2 separate regions of the Rattus norvegicus genome follow, and region 2 is linked to region 1. Evidence: chromatin contacts called from public HiChIP or PLAC-seq data. All regions are on one chromosome and are shown on one strand. Each heading gives the region's core, a stretch centred on a gene start, on an enhancer-like site or on the middle of the called end of the contact. The rest is flanking DNA. Distances are from core to core; before and after follow the strand shown. Region 1 holds the start of Nbdy (negative regulator of P-body association). Region 2 holds the start of Ubqln2 (ubiquilin 2).

Region 1 (5,166 bases), core at 539-3,038:
TTTCACTGAAGGGAATTGGCTACCCAGAAGGCATTTGGCAATGTCTTGTGGTATTTTTGGTTATCATAACAGAGGGGCAGGAAGTACTACTGGTAGAGTCATAGCTTAGAATATTATTAAACATCCTACAGTGTACTGACAGGTCACCATCAGACACACACACACACACAATGTTCTACCCTCAAAGGTCAACAGCTTAAGTTTCAGAAATTCTAGGCCACAGCTTTCTGATTTTGTGCTCACTTTTTCCTTTAACTTTGACACAGTTTTTCTTCCATCTGCCATGACCTACCCGAATTTGATTCATATTTCTGCCTCTATTTTTTCTCGGCGTAGTACCCACACCCATAACTTCAACTATTAATTCTAGGATGTTGACTGCTCTCATGTTTAAGTACAAATGTTCTTCTGGTTCTAAAGCGTTCTCTCAATATCCCTCACTTTTTTTTCATTAGGATTTTCTGGTGCTGATGGTAGCAGTTGATACACTGATCCAGAAGGGCTTAACTGGGGGGTCATATTGGAGGTAGGGAAGGCAAAAAAGGAAGTGATGTTCTTAGATTTTAATCTTTTAATTAAAAAAAACTATAGGGCCTTTGAATTTTACCAAATATCGATTGGTACCTTCTTTATGTAAGAGGCTGTGCTGGTGCTTGGAGGAAGGAAGCCATTTTAGAGGTGTGAGTTAGCTATGGCAGTAACTGGTTTAAATGGATTGTTCTTAATATGGTATCATTTTGCACGTATATTATCATAGGTAGAAATCCAAATTTCAATACTTCAATTAATGAAATACAACAGAGTTTTTAAGAGGTGCAGTGTATGAAAAGAGAGTTCTTGTGATGTGATGGATTGATATTTCTCCATTAGAAAACAATGACTGTGGTAGTGGAAAAGTGTGGTTTTGCTTGTGAACAGGCAAGTGACATAGACATTAAGATTATAGAGTGTGATGCCTGTCAAAGAAATTCAGAAGCCTTTTCTCTGTTTTGTGCACCTTCTGATAACTGTTTCTAGCTTCTTACCATATAACATAGAATATAACATACCACAATAGTAAGATGAGTCATTGTTTTCCAAAACCCTAAAAAAGAAATAAAATCTTGCCAATTAAACATGGAGTGCTACCAGTTGTCTGTTTTCAAAGAGATCTTGGCTGTTGGATTGAGGAAAAATACAGTACGTTTTTAAGGATGACAAAAATTTTAAAATATGAAATAAACAGAGGCATTGGTTTGTATGACACATGATGAATTTATTGTGCATCCGTTTTCCACAATCGGCTTTCAATTTAACACTGTAATCAATAAGGCAGCATATTTGTACACAGCTTCTTAGATACCCCTTTCGTGGCTCTGTGATGTGCGTAAGTGACTGCAGTGCAAAACGCTTAATTTCTTTGGTTACAGCACTCCCGCGACCATCCCACACACCCATTCATTAACACGTGTGCAGTTGGCAAGTTACAGGCAAATTAGTATTTTTAAAATTAAATGGTATAAAACTCTCCATATATCTAATTAAACTGTGGGAGAGATGTGCTGTGGAGAAGCATTTTTTAAATGTGCACTTTTTTTGCATTCCGTTCTCGTAGAAAGGTTAAAATGGGCTGGGGTGCGGAGCGCCGAGGAGGCGGAGAAGGGATATACGTCTCAGGATACAGGAAATACGGTAACAGCGAAACCAGGAGGAAGCCAGCCCTGTGCCTGGAGGGGATCCGCCATCTCAGATCTCGGCCTTGCGCAGGGCCCACCAGAGGAAATTAACGCTCTGGTCCTGTCATACCTATGGGGGACCAACCTTGTGCCTCCGGGAGATCCACGCTCCCACCAGGAAACACGCGGGAACCCAAGCCTCCAAAAAAGCGCTGTGTCCTGGCTCCGCGGTGGGATTATCCTGAAGGGACTCCCAGTGGAGGTAGTACCACTCTCCCCTCGGCGCCTCCTCCGGCATCTACTGGACTCAAGTCGCACCCTCCTCCTCCGGAGAAGTAGTGAAATAGATTTTTTTCCCAGACGAAATCAGGTCAGATTCTTTCTTTCTCATCTGGGACATCCAGGCTCTCTGAAACTTAATTGTACCTTTTCCCAGCTCTTCTCCGTTTTCCTGTTATTTCCACAAATTTAAAAAGAAGAGAAACAAGTACAGGCGTCGAAAAGCCTTTCTTTCTTCCTTCCTTTCTTTTTTTTTTAAAGTATGCTTGGATGAAATGGGTATTTGATTGCGTTGAGTAATTTCACATGAGTTACTTGTAATTTGTAAAAAAAACTGCGGTGTTTTGATTTTCGTGACAGACCAAGGTGTAGGGAGAGACAAGTAAACTGTTCACTGGTTGATAAATTAAAACTGTGTGGGGATTTACTATACTCTTCTATTTTTGTGTATATTGGAATTTTTTTCCATTTAAAAATGCTTAGCTCAAGTAAGGATGTACTCAAGGCCTAATGCCTGCACAGAGGAGATTGTGAAGAGAGCTTTGAGAAGTAGGTATTTTTTCCTGAGTAAGACGGGATTTAGTAAGTGAAGACAAGTTATAATATGATGATCGAACTCAAGTACCATAAAATGTGCTTGTTCAAGGTATTCAGGAATCGTGGAGGGTAGAGATGGCTCTTGATGGAGCAAGAATGCCTGTTAGTCATCAAGAGCCATCCAAGAGGAAGGGGGGAGTCCATCAAGAACCATCAAAGAGGAAGGGGGAATTTGGGGTGGGCTTTAAAGGGTGAGTGACATCTACCATATGGGTTGGGAGGCTTTTTAGGCCTAGTGTTTCCAGAATGAAAGCCAGAGGGCAAGGTTGTTCTGGGGCAGCATGGCTGTAATTCTAAGTCTGTGAGGGAAGTGTGATACAGGGCTGTAGGCCTTGACTGTTTTGCTAAGAAGTACGCAGCAGTTTATTCTTGATGAACGAGTAGCATAGGAGATTTCCAAATAAGTACTATTTGTGTTTTTAGACTCTAATCCTTATTTTCATGAAGCTAATAGCTAATCTGAATGAGGCTTATGTTAAAAAAAAAAAACAAGTTTGACTCAAGGCTCACAATTCCTTCTCATCTCGTACCACAAATCTGTATGGAGTCCTTGCTGTGGTTAGGTCTTGCACTGGGAAGTGGGGAGGATAGGTGACCAAATCATAGCAAGAGGAAAATACATATGTGAGCTAGTCCATGAATAACAGTGACGATTGTGAACGTTCTGGGTGTCAGGTTTGTTGGTAAAGCATAAAAAAATGGAGTCCCATTTCACCTCAAACCTGGTGATTGTCATTCCAATAGGCCGGTCCTTCCCTCTTTTTTTTTTACCTCTATTCAAAGGGAAAATGTGGTAATTTAAATGGCAATAGGGAAAGAAATGCTTACCTAGAAAACAAAGGGGGCTCTATTCAGGGCCAGAAGTGCTTAAAGAGCTAAGTAATTTCTCCCCTGTGATTTAAAGCGTACACAATTGCGTTGGAGGATACTTGTTGAATTTGTGTGGGTGCCATCTTTTTCTAAAGGATTCACATGCTTGCATTTAACCACAGCTCCACTAAAGGATGCTTGTATAGGCCTATAAGTTGCCACAAGTTGTGAGACACTTAAGTGGCCACGTTGAGATTTGATTACAAAAGAAAACGCTTGGTTCCAGAATTGATGCTGTCAGCTGCTATGCAGAATATACTCCCTCATTCTGTGTACCCTGTTATTTAATAGGAATGCGCCATTGAGCTGGGAGCTGAAAAGGCCCAGGGAAAATGAGACAGACTACAAGTGATAGAAGAAAGGATTTCACCTTCTTTTCTTGTTTTTCAGTCTGTGAGGGATTGCAGTATGGTTCCGTTTCCTTGGTGCGTTTGTAAAATAGTTTACCCATTGAAGACCATGAAGATTCTTTCCAATGCTACCCTGCTTTTGCTGGTGTCCTGCACCTGGAAGTTGTGATGCTAAAGGTAATCTTTTTTTTTTTTTTTAGAAATAAAAATGCACACAAAGGAGGAAAAGATAATGGCATGTTCAAAAATAATCAGACAAAACCCAAAAAAGCCAGCAGTAATGATAAACTGAAGTGTTTTCTGTAGTGTATGAAACCGTACACACTAAAAACAACTACATGATCTGTAAAGCAGTTTAGAAAATGTACTGCTGACTGATTATAGTTTCTGTGCTTACTGGAAAGTAAGCATTTTTAAACCTCATTTTCGAATTTTTGCTAGTAAAGGGGAAAATGGTGGGTACTTTTATACCAATTTTATAACAAGTATCCTTTCTGAATTATATTTTTCTAGTAATAAGCTGATTTTTGAATTATATTATAATGTCTCTGCCTTCCTTTCTAATGTGTGTTTTTTTTTAGTTTGTCTAAGAAAACTAGTTGTTTTGTTTTTTTTTTTCAAGACAGGGTTTCTCTGTGTAGCCCAGGCTGTCCTGGAACTCACTCTATAGACCAGGCTGGCTTTGAACTCAGACATCGACTGTCCCTGCTTCCTGAGTGCTGGGATTAAAGCCACTGCCTGGCTAGAAATTACTCTGTATTCCTAGCTTGCTGAGAGGATTTATTGTGAATGGGTATGGAGTTTTTTGTTTTGTTTTCACAAAATAACTTGTATCTACTTGCATACGTATATTTTCCTCATTCCTATGACAATGTGATGATAAATGACAATAATTTTTAACAAATTTCCTTATTTTGATTTTTAATAAGGCTTCCACATTCTTTGGGGGTAGGGGACAGGGCAAATATTGGTCTTTAGGACTTGAGCATTTTTTGTCTTTTGCTTGGTTGGGTTTTTGTTGTTGATGCTATTTTGTTTGGAGACAAGAGGTTGTTACTGGGACCTGATCACATAGGCTGCCTGCTCACCTGGCCCAAGTGATCAACCTTCCTTAGCACTGTGATGGGAAGCCTGGAGGCCATGTCCAGCAAGAGGTAGAACTTTTAGGTCTATGGGCTTGTATAGTAAGCAATTTACTTACTGAGCCATCTCTCCAGCCCTGCTTTCTCTCTTGGTCATTTTATCGATATTTTTCTTCTAGTTTCCTCTTGTTTGTTCTTTCTCTAATTTAGTGGATTGGGCTCTAGCTGATTAATATTTCTTTTCTAAAATGAAAAGTTAAAACTACAAATTATTCTCTACAGCTGGTAAGAATTTCACAGGTTTGTATATATTATTTTGTTATTATATTTTAA
Region 2 (4,850 bases), core at 1,778-4,277, 270 kb before region 1:
GATGATGATTATTAATTTTCTGCCATGTGCATCCACAAGAGTGAAGAATGATAAGAATTTTCTTTGAGTTCTGTAGATCCACTCCAGGTAGACAATGCATTTTACTAATGCAGGACTTAGGTTTTTAGGATACAGCCATAACCTAGAAGTGCTCAGTAAAATTGAATGTTTCAGTATATTTTCAGTACTGGTTATCAAGTTGGCCTTCATTTCCCAGAGGAATATGAAGTTCTTGTTTCCTGCCATAGCTATTAAAAGTAATTCAGGTAATGCTTATGAAGAGCAGACTTAAGCATTCTGTAGCAGCTCTGTCAAGCTCCAGCATTACACTGTCTTTCACATCTTTACTTTTTTTTTGATTTTTGTGGTGCTGCGGATGGAACCGTGGGACTTTGTATATACTCTGGCTCAGCTCTTTTGCAGCTTTATAGATGGTGTGATCCATTGCTTTCATATTTAAACAAGATAAAATGTCTTTCTAGTATCTCACAAAAAGGAAAATGTTGCAGCAAGAGAAAAGGATGAAGGAAGAGGAATATTGTTTGTTTATCTTTGCTGTTTTCATTTTATGGCTGGCATGTTAGGTACCTTTTTCTGGTTTCTCTGTTGTCTCCTTTATTTGAATGTCTAATACACTTATTTTTGCTATTATTTGGCATTTAAAGCCTTAAAATGTATAAATTTGAATCGGAGTTCATTCACATAATACCCCATAAATCAAATGTTATTAAAGGTGAACCTGCTAAAAATGCAGATTCTTGTTCACCACTTATTTCAGTGGGGCCTAGAAATGTCTATTAGTACCAAGTTCCTTAAACTACCTATAGAGTAATCTTATGGCAATTATTGAGACATATATTCTCATTATAATTATGCTCATCAATTCATTCTACTAAGAATTTCAATTTGTTCTGTCTCAAAAGTCTTTAGTTTTCTTTAAATTTTAAGTGTTTTCTTCTTCCCCATTTTTGTTAATAGTATTTACCTTTAAGGGTGATTAAAGATAACCTGTGATATAATATTAAATTTCTCTTTATTTTCAGTAAAGTTAAACACATTGTAAACAGATGTGAACTGTTACTATCTAAAATCAGCCATTACTGGTAGCTTGTCATGTTTGCCTATATTTTAGAGACAAAGCACATTTTTACAGCTCTAACTCCAGTTCTGTGTAGTCATTGTCTTGAATCCTGTACCATTTCCTCTTCCTTGTGGCTAGATGTTTAGGATGACTGCCTCTTGCCCATTTATTTTCTCTTGTTTTCTTTTCTTTTTTTTCAGTTCTAGGCATTGAATCCAGGGTCTCTTTACACACGGTAGGCATGTGCTCCGTCAGTGAGCCACAGTCCAGCCTGTCTAGCTAATATAATATTTTGCATACATACGAACATATGTTTTAAACACCATAGATATTTACATTTGATGTGTGTCAATTAATTATGTTTTGAGATTTGTATTTAAAGCAAGTTCACTTTTCATTGTATATTATATTAGTATGAGACCTAGTATATATGATCATTTTTATACTAATTCATGGACATAATGACTCTATATTTTGTTTTACACTGAGATTTATTGAGGTATTTGTGATGTAATGATTTTGAAATGCTGTTAAATCATCACTAGGTTTTTGTATGGGAAAAGGATTTTCTGTGTTCAAAGCAAGAGAAATAAACATAAATGATTTCAGAATTATTTCTTTTATAATTCAGGTTTTCTATATCACTAATACTCCATTTTTATTTTCTTTATTTAATCTGTAATGATTATGTTCATTTCTGCCACGATTGTGTGCCTGTCAATTTTTACCTTTATTTTTGTCTGAAAATATATTTGTAGTTTTTAAAAATCATAAATGCAATGCATATTTATCCATAAAATTGAAAGTCTTATAAAAATAAAAAATAAGCCTTATTCACAATCTCATCTCCTATTAATAATTACCTTTATCATAATGGAGTCTCACCCTTCAGATTTATTTTTCACACATATAGTCTACAAGCTTTTTGATACTGACACCTACACGCCTGTATTATTTCCATTTGTTAAGAAAAACATAAATCCATAGAAAATATAACCCCAAATATCGTCTATTATTTCCTCCTAACTACAGTGCATTTAATGTATTCTTTTAGAGACACGTAATACTACATGAATTAGCCACCATCTTTTAGACACAGGGATTATTTTATTGTATGGCAAAATCATAGTATTCCTGCTACAGACACATTTAACTAGCTAAACGCTGTGTTTATAAATGCTACGTTGTATGTGTATATATATATATATGTATATATATGATTTTAGAATCGATTATTAGGTCTTTCTAAACAAAGGTGCAAATACTTAAAATGTCCATTTGTATTTTCAAACTGCCCGATTACAATTCCTACTACGACTAGCATGAGAGTGCATTTTCTCGGCTCCTGGTCAACAAGGTTTAACGTTCTCTTTCATCGGCGCCAATATGATAAACCCGAAGGAAAAAATCTCATTGTTTTATTTGAATCCCTTTGATTAGGAGCGAGCCTCATATTTTCAGAAGCCTGTTGGTCGTTTTTAGGCTCCTTTTGTAAAATGCTCGCTCCCGCCATGCCTTCCCTTCCCCCACTCGGGTGCTCGTTCTCCCTTTTTGCTTTGTCAGAGTTCTTTACTATTCATTTTTCGTCCTTTGCCTGGGATCGGTTCAATTCAGGCTTTCATCCTTTCACTGCCTCCCAGATTGCGAACCCACATTCTCCATTGGTCTTTCAGAGGCTGCTAAAGAAGCTGCCTCCCTCTTCCACCTCCCGGCCTCCTCCCTTCCCCCCCTCGCCTCGCCTCGGTCCCCTCGCTTTTCTCTCCAGCCTCCTTCCTTTTCCTTCCCTTTCCCCCTCTCTTTGTTTATTTCTCCCTCCCTCTCCCTCTCCCCTCTTCGCCCCCCCTCCTCTGCAGGGCAGGAGTTTTGCGCTCGGCTGCGAGACGCTCGCTGGGCTGGCGCCGCGTCAGCAGGGGGCGGGGCGCGGCCGGGGGCGGGACGGGGCGGGAGCGCGGGCGCCGCAGCTGCAGGAGTCGCTGGGAGTGCGCGCGGGCAGATCACAAGGCGGCGGCGGCAGAGACGGCCTGCAGGACCTGCTCTCTCAGCCCTTAGCCGAGGCCTACGCCGAACCGAGTGCGCAGCCGACGACCGGGAGGAGCCGCAGCCCTCATCTCTGAGGTACTGTGTTCCGCACTGCCCGCCGGGCCGCCCCAGTCCGCTGCCGCGGCGCCTCCTTCCCTCGCGCCCTCTTCGCTCGCCAGCGCCTTCCCTGTGAGCCTGCGTCACCGCGGCCGCCATGGCTGAGAACGGCGAGAGCAGCGGCCCCCCGCGCCCCTCCCGCGGCCCTGCTGCGGCCCCAGGCGCGGCCAACCCGCCAGCCGAGCCCAAAATCATCAAAGTCACTGTGAAGACCCCCAAAGAGAAGGAGGAGTTCGCGGTGCCCGAGAACAGCACCGTGCAGCAGTTCAAGGAAGCGATTTCTAAACGCTTCAAATCGCAAACCGATCAGCTCGTGCTGATTTTCGCTGGAAAAATCCTGAAAGATCAAGACACCTTGATCCAGCATGGCATCCATGATGGACTGACTGTTCACCTGGTTATCAAAAGCCAGAACCGTCCGCAGGGCCAGGCCACCACGCAGCCCAGCACTACTGCGGGAACGAGCACGACGACCACGACCACCACCACGGCGGCGGCGCCGCCGGCGGCGACTACATCATCGGCTCCCAGGTGTAGCACCACAGCTACTACCACAAATAGCAGCAACTTGGGGCTCGGAAGCCTTGCCAGCCTTGGTAACCTGGGTTTGAACTCGTCCAACTTCACCGAGCTTCAGAACCAGATGCAGCAGCAGCTCTTGGCCAGCCCCGAGATGATGATCCAGATCATGGAAAATCCCTTTGTTCAGAGCATGCTTTCGAATCCTGATCTGATGAGGCAGCTCATCATGGCCAATCCACAGATGCAACAATTGATCCAGAGAAACCCAGAAATCAGCCACCTACTGAACAACCCAGATATAATGAGGCAGACTCTCGAAATCGCCAGGAATCCTGCCATGATGCAAGAGATGATGAGAAATCAAGACCTGGCTCTCAGTAATCTCGAAAGCATCCCAGGTGGCTACAATGCTCTGCGGCGCATGTACACTGACATTCAAGAACCCATGCTGAATGCCGCACAGGAGCAGTTTGGGGGCAATCCGTTTGCCACGGTGGGGAGCAGTTCCTCCTCAGGGGAAGGTACTCAGCCTTCCCGCACGGAGAATCGGGATCCGCTGCCTAATCCTTGGGCACCACCGCCAACTACCCAGACCTCTGCGACGACCACCACCACGACCACAAGCAGTGGCACTGTGGCTGGCAGCAACACCAGCAGCACTACGGCCGGGAACACCATGGCTGCAGCTAATTATGTGGCCAGCATCTTCAGCACCCCAGGAATGCAGAGCCTGCTGCAGCAGATAACTGAAAATCCCCAGCTGATTCAGAATATGCTGTCTGCACCCTACATGAGAAGCATGATGCAGTCGCTGAGCCAGAATCCAGATATGGCTGCCCAGATGATGCTGAGTAGCCCACTGTTTACGGCGAATCCTCAGCTGCAGGAGCAGATGCGTCCACAGCTCCCGAATTTCCTGCAGCAGATGCAGAGTCCAGAAACCATCGCGGCCATGTCAAACCCGAGAGCGATGCAAGCGCTACTGCAGATCCAGCAGGGGCTACAGACACTAGCCACTGAAGCACCTGGCCTCATTCCAGGCTTCACTCCAGGTGTGGGGGTGGGAGTGCTGGGAACGGCCATAACCCCTGTGGGCCCAGTCACTCCCATA

The links. HiChIP or PLAC-seq counts read pairs in DNA pulled down with a chosen protein or histone mark.
Region 2: a contact with region 1 is called in an H3K27ac HiChIP or PLAC-seq map of oligodendrocytes, with 14 times the contacts expected there. The contact joins the promoter of Ubqln2 here to the promoter of Nbdy in region 1. A contact is called at or near these places in 2 of 12 Hi-C or Micro-C datasets (the A7r5 cell line and the Rat2 cell line) and 1 of 1 datasets of contacts at active chromatin or transcription factors (oligodendrocytes).

What each region holds. Positions count from the first base shown.
Region 1 is chrX:20,961,743-20,966,908 of GRCr8, reverse strand. It overlaps Nbdy (negative regulator of P-body association), which reads left to right and starts at 1,788. Exons shown (of 1, transcript XM_063280549.1): 1 at 1,788-1,994. The coding sequence starts at 1,788. The coding sequence ends at 1,994.
Region 2 is chrX:21,230,405-21,235,254 of GRCr8, reverse strand. Ubqln2 (ubiquilin 2) reads left to right here and starts at 3,027. Exons shown (of 1, transcript NM_001108251.2): 1 at 3,027-4,850. The coding sequence starts at 3,315.